2 separate regions of the Mus musculus genome follow, and region 2 is linked to region 1. Evidence: chromatin contacts called from public Hi-C data. All regions are on one chromosome and are shown on one strand. Each heading gives the region's core, a stretch centred on a gene start, on an enhancer-like site or on the middle of the called end of the contact. The rest is flanking DNA. Distances are from core to core; before and after follow the strand shown.

What was found. A called contact is a pair of places that touch in the nucleus more often than the background predicts.
Region 2: a contact with region 1 is called in a Hi-C map of the N1E-115 cell line, with 2.2 times the contacts expected there. The contact joins two enhancer-like sites. A contact is called at or near these places in 6 of 39 promoter capture datasets (the 3T3-L1 cell line, 3T3-L1-derived adipocytes, the HPC-7 cell line and 3 more), 1 of 15 datasets of contacts at CTCF or cohesin (CD8 T cells), 8 of 484 Hi-C or Micro-C datasets (the 3T3-L1 cell line, the C10 cell line, CD4 T cells and 4 more), 1 of 115 datasets of contacts at active chromatin or transcription factors (embryonic stem cells) and 2 of 9 other capture datasets (adipose tissue and embryonic stem cells).

What each region holds. Positions count from the first base shown.
Region 1 is chr8:125,645,644-125,650,329 of GRCm38.p6, forward strand. No RefSeq gene overlaps it. Among named protein-coding and RNA genes, the nearest start is that of Gm30871, 19 kb to the right of the region's middle. Within about 2 kb of position 3,363, at least 41 of the 459 cell types and tissues checked have an H3K27ac peak or open chromatin away from gene starts, as enhancers often do. A contact at or near this core is called in the N1E-115 cell line, where this site is marked.
Region 2 is chr8:125,714,879-125,719,303 of GRCm38.p6, forward strand. No RefSeq gene overlaps it. Among named protein-coding and RNA genes, the nearest start is that of Ntpcr, 17 kb to the right of the region's middle. Within about 2 kb of position 1,518, at least 19 of the 459 cell types and tissues checked have an H3K27ac peak or open chromatin away from gene starts, as enhancers often do. A contact at or near this core is called in the N1E-115 cell line, where this site is marked.

The DNA.
Region 1 (4,686 bases), core at 2,113-4,612:
TTAACAATGGAAAGTGGATCTTTTCAAAGACCGAATCCACTGCAGTGTGGGGAGAGTGCGGGTGACATCAAGATGCCCTGAAATGATGGAGCAGATTTAGAAGACAGAAAGCAGATGGGGTTAAGGTGACAGGGATTAAGGGAACATCAGCCCAACATGCGTTCAGAAGATGCCCGGCATGATAAGATCAGCTGCAGAGAAACCGCACAGCCTGCCATTACAGAAGCAGGGGAGGGGCCCTCTGGTGAGTAGGAAGGTAATTAAAGAGCTGCCTACAGAACCACCCAGCCAGTGGCTCCGAGGCCCGCCTCAGCCCAAGACCAAACCCACAGCAGCAGCTTCCCATGTGATACTCATTAATCAGCTCATTCATTCGGAGGTATAATTGGATGTGCAGGATCCCCAGATACTTGGAAGGAAGCCATTTTAAAATCAGCTAGGGAGACGAGTCAGTTGGTAATGTGATGGTGTGGCAAGCATGTGGACCCAAGTTTGATCTCCAGGACCTACCTAAACAGCTGGGCATGACAGCATGGGCTTGTAATCCCAGTGCTGAGGACTCAGGGACAAGAGGACCCTTGGGACTCACTGGTCAACCTGTCTAGGCAAGTCAGTGAACTCAAGGCTCAGTGAGAGGCCCTGTCTCAAAAGTAAGATAGTCGGGGCTGAAAAGATGACTCAGCAGTTAAGAGCACACACTGTTCTTACAGAGGACGGGGGTTTGACTCTCAGCATTCACATGGCCACTCACAACTATCTGTAATTCCGGTTCTAGGGAATCCAATGACTTCTTTCTGGCTTCCTTAGGCACTAGGCACACAAGTAGTACATACATATAGATAACACACACACACATATACATATATGAAAATTAGAGGCTTAGCAGTTATAAATACATACCACTGTTGCAGAGAACCTGGGTTTGGTTCCCATCACCCATATTGGGTGGCTCTCAACCACCTACAACTCCAACTCTAGGAGACCTAATACTCTCTAATAGCCTGCACCTACCCCATCCCAAAACACAACATTAAAGTAAAATCAAATCTTTTGTTTGTTTTATTTTGTTTTCTCTGTGTAGTCTTGGCCGTCCTGGAACTCATTCTTTAGACCAGACTGTCCTTGGAACACACAGCGATACTTGGAACACACAGCGATGCGCCTCACTCCGCCTCCCAAGTGTTGGGATCAAAAGTGTGCACCGTCACTGCCTAGAAAAACAAGTCTTTCTAAAAGTAACAATACCTGCAAATTTTTTAAGGAAAATAAGGTAGAGAAAGATTGAGGAAGACACTTGATGTTGCGCGCACACAGAATGGAGAATGTACAAGCACACGTGCAAACATGAAAGAACATCATTAAGCAGAAAAGACAAAACATTAATCTCAGATTAAATAGACTATGTGTGTTAGAGAGGAACGTCTAAACTTTCCAGCTAATGTTCTCCGGGGGCAAGTGATGCCGTTACACCATCAAATAAGACAAAGCAACTATGAGACAGAAGCAAAAGCCTAGGGCCCTTCGGATGCGGAGGCGAGGCGAGCACAGGCGAGCAGAAGGGGAGAGCAGAAGAGTGGCTGTGCTCTGCCCTTCAACACCATTACCCTCTCAGGGTCTCCTTTCTAGGTTTACCAACTCTTTCTTTCTTCCTTCTTCCTCCTTCCTTCCTTCCTTCCTTCCTTCCTTCCTTCCTTCCTTCCTTTCTGAGTGCAGGTCACCTGGCTTAATATAGTTCCCAGATGTATCCATTCTCCTATGTTTTAGGACTCATTTTTCTTTAGAGCTGAACGATCAACAGATGAACTGACACAGACCCTGCTCCTCCTCAGCCTCTCTTCTACATAAAGATGGGACCCACTGCCCCCTTAGTACCACCTAGAGCTACCAGATGACCTCTGACCCCTAAGTTCCATCTCATGGCACACAGTCACACAGGCCCAGCTCAAGAGCACCATGTGTGAACTAGTTTAGACTGTTACGGTGTAGGCATACACACTCTCACAACAGTGATGACTCAGTATCTTCTCTCTACATTAAGTGTCTTGAGACTCTCACCCCTTCTGGTGAGCCACATGTTGATTCTTGAATCCACCTTTAAGTGGATTTGTCAAAGCCAGTCTCTCTGATTGCCATGTTTGGATGAGGCTCCAAAGCCAGGGGCAGGGCCCAGGCACTTTGCTGGTGATCCACCATAATGAATGTCTGCTCCTGATCATGGGTCAGGAGAAAGGCTAATGAGGACGCTGTATCTTGTATCTTAGTGGTGGCAGAGGTGGACATGTTGCTGAGATACTGCTAGAGTTTCCTCGACAGCCAGAACCCCAGACCTGAACTCACTGCTATAACTAACTGTAAAACAGGATTTCAGAGACATCTGGCATCCCTCCATGCTTTTGAATTGTATCACTATGTTTGTATTGTTCTTTTAATCTTACAACATGAGGCAGAGAAGATTATTTTTGATGTCTCGTTAAATAAGACTTTACAAAACCCTGCCTGCGATGTTCAGTATTTAGAAACAAGAGCAGATTCTCTTGGTGGATTCCATCCCAACTCTTATTCTGTCCTTAATGGAGGAACACCATCTTTTGACTTAGGACTCCAGCTACCTACCAGCCACATAGGTAGACTCACCGAAGCGCCAGTCATCCTTAGGAGCTCTAATAGGAATCCCCAACCTGGGCAATCAGCAAGCAGAGCTCTTCTGGGGCTATGGCATACTGGCCAGCTGTTTTCAGGCACTTCCTGCTTGGCCAATGTTTGTGTCCGTTCTGCAAACTCCATGAAGGGCAGGGAGGGTGAACCGAGCTCTTCCTGCTGTATGGAGGTAGTGAGAGGCATCTGTCAGGACTGTGTGCTTGGAGGATTCCAAGTGTTCATGAAGACATCTTAGTGAGGGCTTGCACTCAGGGTTCTAGACCTTTCTTCAGAGTGATTTCCATGTTTAACTTCTCATTTTTGTTGTTGTTGTTGTTGCTGCTGCTGCTGCTGTTGTTGTTGTTGTTGTTGTTGTTGTTACAGCCAAGAACAGCTATGGCAGGACCACTTGAGAAGTCTCTGCACCTGCTGCAGCCTTTGGGAAAGACGGCTAATGGCTTGTTAGAAATGCCTGTGGTGGTTGCTGGCTCTGGCATGGTGTGGTTCTCCAAAGGCTGCAGTCCAGTGTCCCTGAGGTTCTCATAGTTCAGGAGGTGGGCTCAGCAAGGCAAAGCCATTTGAAATGACAAGCATTAGGTGATAGTGGCGGGGGAAGGGGGTGACAGTGGGGGAGGCTGTCTACAGACCTGACATCAGGGCAGGTATGTACTGCTCAACACAGTGCATCACCACCTCTGTGATCACAGGAAGCATGGGGGCCAGGACCATGCTTGCTCTTACAGAGAGAGAGACCTTGAAAAACAGGCAGTGATAGCGTTGGCTACCATCCCCACCACTGAAACCATGTCCACAGCTCCAGGGTTTCCTGAGCCACCCACCTTCAACTAGCAGTCACCCAGCTTCAAAGGGTTTCTTATTAGCATTCTCCCTGCCCCTGTTACCCTTCACCCCGCTGGGAACAAGATCATAACCTACAGAGAGCAAAGGCTGTCAGAGTAAAGAGCAATAACGGCTGTAGCCACAGTCATTTAGAATACACCCAGAGTGCTGACCACATATACGCAATACCTGTGAAAGGGCATGAAAGGCGTACCTTGCTTAGATGAGGAAACTGGTTCTGGGGATGGACATGTGTGAGGCTCTGAGGAACGGATGCAGGTATGTGAAGTGGTATTTAGCTCCCCCACACACCTCCAGTTGGCAGATTCCAGGAAGGACAGAGAGGAGGCATTCAGGGATTCAGGTGGAACAAACAGAAAACACTACAATGTGACAGCTCTGACAGCATGTCCCAGGGGTAAGCACAAGTCCTGTGAGTATGCACCATGACTCAAACAGTGAAGAGGCTGGGAAGAGGAAGTAGTCAGATGATGGGAACTGGAGCGGATGGCAGGCTGTGCGGATCTGCTCTTTTGTCTTGGGGGATGACAGCAAGAGTGCCTAATCAGATCTGCGGGCAGCCACACTAAGTCAAATGTTGTGGTTTCCCATTCACTGATGCAACAAAGCCAACACAGCTCCATGCATATTGTTGCTATCTTTAACTGAAAAGGTACCAAGGAGTTGGGGATGTTGTTTCGATGAGCTTGCTTGGCATTCTGGAAACCCTGGGCTCCATCCCCACAGCACCACATAAACCAGGTGTGGAGGTGCACACCTGTAACCCCAGTGCTGGGGATGAGGCACAGGAGGATCAAAAGCTCAAGACCACTCTGAGGCTACATGGCAAGGTTAAGGCCAGCATGGGCTAACATAAGACCCTGTCTCAAACATACAAACAAACAATCCAAGACAAAGTAAATACAACAAATAAAGATACCAACGAGCTGGGTGTGGCTCAGTGTTGGAAACCAGGTTACTGTTTGAGATGCCCAACACTATAAAACTGAAAATGAAAAGCAGAGATTCTGCAGGTCTTTCGCTTTGTTATTTTCAGTTTTTATTAGATTTATAGTGTGTATGTGTATCTGTGTAGGTATGTGCAATGTGTGTGCAGGTGCCCAGGGGACCAAAGAAGACACTGGACCTTGGATCTTACAATCAGGCAATGAGTGCTAGGAGTCGAACCCAGATCCTCTGGAAGGGTAA
Region 2 (4,425 bases), core at 268-2,767, 67 kb after region 1:
AAACCCTTTCTATGGTAAATTCAAAAAATGTTTGGCTTTCCCCTTTGTCCTGGTGCTTAATTTGTTATTCTAGGCAACAGTGGCACCTGTTAGGTCCCCCTTCCCCTTGCTTTGTCAGTCACAGGGACAGCCACCACACAGCTCTCTCATTAGCAGATTAAATGGCTTTTAATAAGTGAAAAGTGCTTTCCAGTACCATGTACCATCTCCATGGTTTTTTTTCCCTTTGTAGCACTTCTAAACAGTTATATATTTTATTTGCTTCAAGAGGACAAATTAGCACCCCTCAAGCCCTTGTTTGCTTTCTCTATCACTCAAAAGAAGCTCTTTTCAATGTCTCCACCTTTGGGTCTAAACAAGGAATATGAGGCAACTCTATGATTAAGAAGAGCTCCTCTGTTGGATGATGATGATGGCACACACCTTTAATCCCAGCACTTGGGAGGCAGTGGCAGGCAGATCTCTGAGTTCAAGGCCAGCCTAGTCTACAGAGTGAGCTCTAGCACAGCCAGGGGCTACACAGAGAAACCCTGTCTCTTAAAACTAAAAGAAAGGGGGTGGGAGAAAAGAAGGAAGAAAACAATAGCCCCTTCTAATTTGTTTTTATTTTATGCAGGTGAGAGTTTTGACGACGGTATATATGAATGAGCACCGCATGCACGCCTAGTGCACATGGACGCCGATGAGAGAGAGCATGAGACCCGCTGAAATTTGAGTTGCAGATGTTCATGCACAACCATGCAGGTTCTGGGAAATGAGACCTGGGTCCACTGAAAAAGCAGCCAGTGCTAATTGCCGAGCCATCTCTTCAGCCCTGATAGCCACTTTTAAACTGTGATTCTGAAACAGCTTCAAGTTTGTCGGAGACAGCCAACAGTGGCGTGTAGGTGCCAAGCTTGCTGTTTTTAAATCATTACATTATAGGGTACCAAAGACTGAACCTTAGGTCTTAAGGCAAGGGAAGCTGATACTTACTGGCATTTTTTTTAAATCCCTAGCAATATTCTTACGAGAAAAACCTCAGATGCAAGGGCTGGAGAAACCCCTGCAGAAGTGTGCGTATTTATGTATATATATTTTGGTATACAAACACATACATGTACATACGTGTGGGTTCAAGGTCAATGTCCCATGGGAACTCTTTCTTAGCCATTCACCTTGTATTCTGAGGAAGGGTCTTTCACTGGGACCTGAAGCTCACTGGTTTGGAGAGAATGGCTGGCCACAGAAATCCCACCTCCACTCCTCAGAGGTCCTCATGTCTCCTTGGTGCTGGGAGAATAGACAGACAGCATCACACATGGCTCTGTTATGTTTGCCTGGGGATCGAGGTTAGCAAGCACTTAACTGACTTAGCCATCTCCCCAACCTATCTGCTGGGTTTTACAAAAGCAACATCCCACGAGATTGGCAGAACAGCAACTGCCCCAGGACCATAGACAATTACAGCCGCCCAGGGGCTAAGCTGAAAGCTCTGACACCTGGCTCTGCTCCACATGGAGACAGTAAATGCCAGCCAGAGGGAATGGGCCCAGTGCACACAGTCTGGCCATTGTGACAGGGGCTCTGCTAACCCTCTGAGAGAGGGACCAAGACAGAGCTCATCTCCAGGAAGCCGAAGGGAGCCAGGAAACAATCTGGCCCTGTGGGAATGTGGGGCACCTGGGAGGCAGGACGTGGATGTTTTGTTCCTTCAGTTTCTGAGCTCTTATCTAATAAGAGCTAAAGAGAAAGTCCAGACCTGAAGCCTCTGGCAAACACAATTCCCCCTTTGCAGACACATCTATCTGCATGCTCACAGTGAGGCCGGGGGATCATTAGCCAATGTGCCTGTCACGAGGCTCATGGGTATTGGCTGCCACTCAGGGGTCACTGTGATGTGGTTCCTGTTCAGTTCTCCTGTAAAGTGGCCTTTGCTCCAATTAAATAGGACTGCTTAACTTTGAACCGGGGCACAGAGCCCACCGTGCATTTGTCATGGGGTACATCAAAGCATCAGGAAGCTGTCAGGAGCTCTCCGGAGCTCTCCACAGGCCCTGGAAGCACTGGGCCATAACAAGGGCGTAAGCATGCTCATTTCCACATTCACTGATGTTGGGCTGCATTGTGGGGCCACCCTATCGGGCTTATGGTAGCTGCTGTTCAAAAGGCCAGTCCTTGCTTTGAAGTGAGCATCTTGAGAGGGGCTCCTGGTTAGAATCTGGGAAGGCATAAAAACAAGCCGGATTCTTTATGCCTATACAGGTTGCCCTCCCTGTACACAAACAAGTGGATTCATTGTAAGATATGGGGAAACTGCTCGTAGTATGTATCTGCTGATGCACTAAATGTAAATAGAACCTTAAGAAATAGTGATGAAGGCCATGTGTGAGCGTGCATGTGGAGGTCAGAGGATAATTTGGGCACCATTCCTCGGGGGCTGTCCACCCTGTTTTTTGAGGCAGGCCTCTTACTGGCCTGGAATTTCCTGATGGGGCTAGGGTGACTGTCCAGTGAGGCCCAGGAACTCCCTATTTCTGCCTCCCCAGCACGTGCATATCACCATACTTAGCTTCTCTCATGGGTTCTGCGGATCAGACTCAGGGTTCGTGCTTTCAGGCAAGGACTGTAGCCCCAGGTCATTGTGATGTGATTTGTTCTGTTGTTGTTTTGGCAATGGGGGTAGAACCCAGGGTCTTGTGTGTGCTAGGTAGGTAGGTGCTCAATGACTGAGTCATATCCTGGCCTGTAAAAAGCTTTCTATGGGAGGAAAAGAGAGTCTGGGGAGACGGGATGGAAAGTCCACGTCCTGCGCTGGAGAAATTCAATGTTTTCTTTCTTCTTGTCTGGTGAGACCTCCCAGGAGGCTTTACTCTCCCTTGAGTCAGACATCTCTTCCTGTCAAGGAGGGAGCAAGGTAAGAGAAAGTGAAGGAGCTCAAGGGTCACTGTCAAATGAACTCCTGCCAAGCATAAGGGGCTCCCTTCCCTAGTGAGGTAAAGGGAGGGATTCCTAAGAAAGTGAGGACCCAGGAGAACCTGGGCAAGCCGGAAGTGGTCAGCAGGGTGAATAGGCAGAGACACTGCGTGCAAGCTGCCACATGGTCCTGAACTGCCCATCCACAGAAGTTCACATACTGCTTCTGAGCCTAGAGGAAACCCAAAGCTGGTAAAAATGCATCTCCATGGTTTGTGTCCATTAAAAGGGACAGGGAGCTGGCAGCGGCCCCCACGGAGAGACAAGCTGAGCCCTGGTCATTTGACACTCTAGGGGTACTTACATCTTGCTCAGCAGTTTGAAGAGATGACTATATCCTCAGGAATCCCAGCGTGGCAAAGTATACCATCACTTTAGAGACAGGGAAATGTGAGATGCTTGGAGGTACCCGGGCTTGCCAAGGTCACACCGGAGCCGGGGCAGAACTTAAGTGACCAGGAAAGTCTGTGACAAGATGAGGGACTGTGACAAGGGCACGGGGAGGGAGCAGAGCACCCAGACAGAACTGAGCTAATGGGCAGCATAAATTCTTTAAGTGATTTCTTAAGCTTGAAATTTTATCAGGAATTTATTGTGCAAATTGGAATGCTGAGGGTCAAGGCTTGGAAGTTTCACCCCGAATAGCCTCTGTATCTCGTTAAGTACGTGCAAATTGGAATCACATCGCTGAGCACTGTGTCACAAAACCGAAAGCCCCCAAAACAGAGAGAGACAAAGAAGATTTGGGGATCAAGCCTTCTAACCCTAGACAGGCAGACAGTGTCTCTTCTTATAGGGTGTAATGAGGTCACATCATTCCCAGGACTGTGGTAGGTAGACAGTGTGGGTCAGCTTGTGTGACAGTGATGGAGTATCTCAAAGATTTTCCTGGGGAGACATAACAACATGTCAACTTACCCAGCAAGAGAGGATACTGGTAAACTAAAGAATTCCATCTATGCTTGGCTTGGTGAACCAATGAGCTTATTGGGGTGACTCATAGATAGCCACACTGCTTGCAAGACCCCTGGGCAATATGGACAGTCATATCACCAAAGAGTTTTACCTATAGCATGGATGCTGTTTGACAATTTCTATCAGTGACAGGTCATCTGGGCACCTTTCAGGTAGCTACACCATGATGAGTCCCCTCATCCCAGTCATTTGTCTGCCTCTTGTCCAATATCGGGTAGGGGCAGAATTTTGAGGCTCCCATGAAGGCTCTGGGCTCCTGTCAGCAACACGCTCCAACCCTCTGAGACCTTGAATCCTTGGGCACCTGCAAAAGTGAGCACAGACAGCGCCCCCTAGAGTACAGGAAGTGAAATGACATCTGAGAGACTGCTCGTGTTTAAGAGGCATGGAAGTGAAGTTGTGCTCTGACCTCCATATACACCTGCATACACATATATTATGCACATACACAAGCATGGACACACACACACACACAAAGTAGCTCCATTTTGCTTG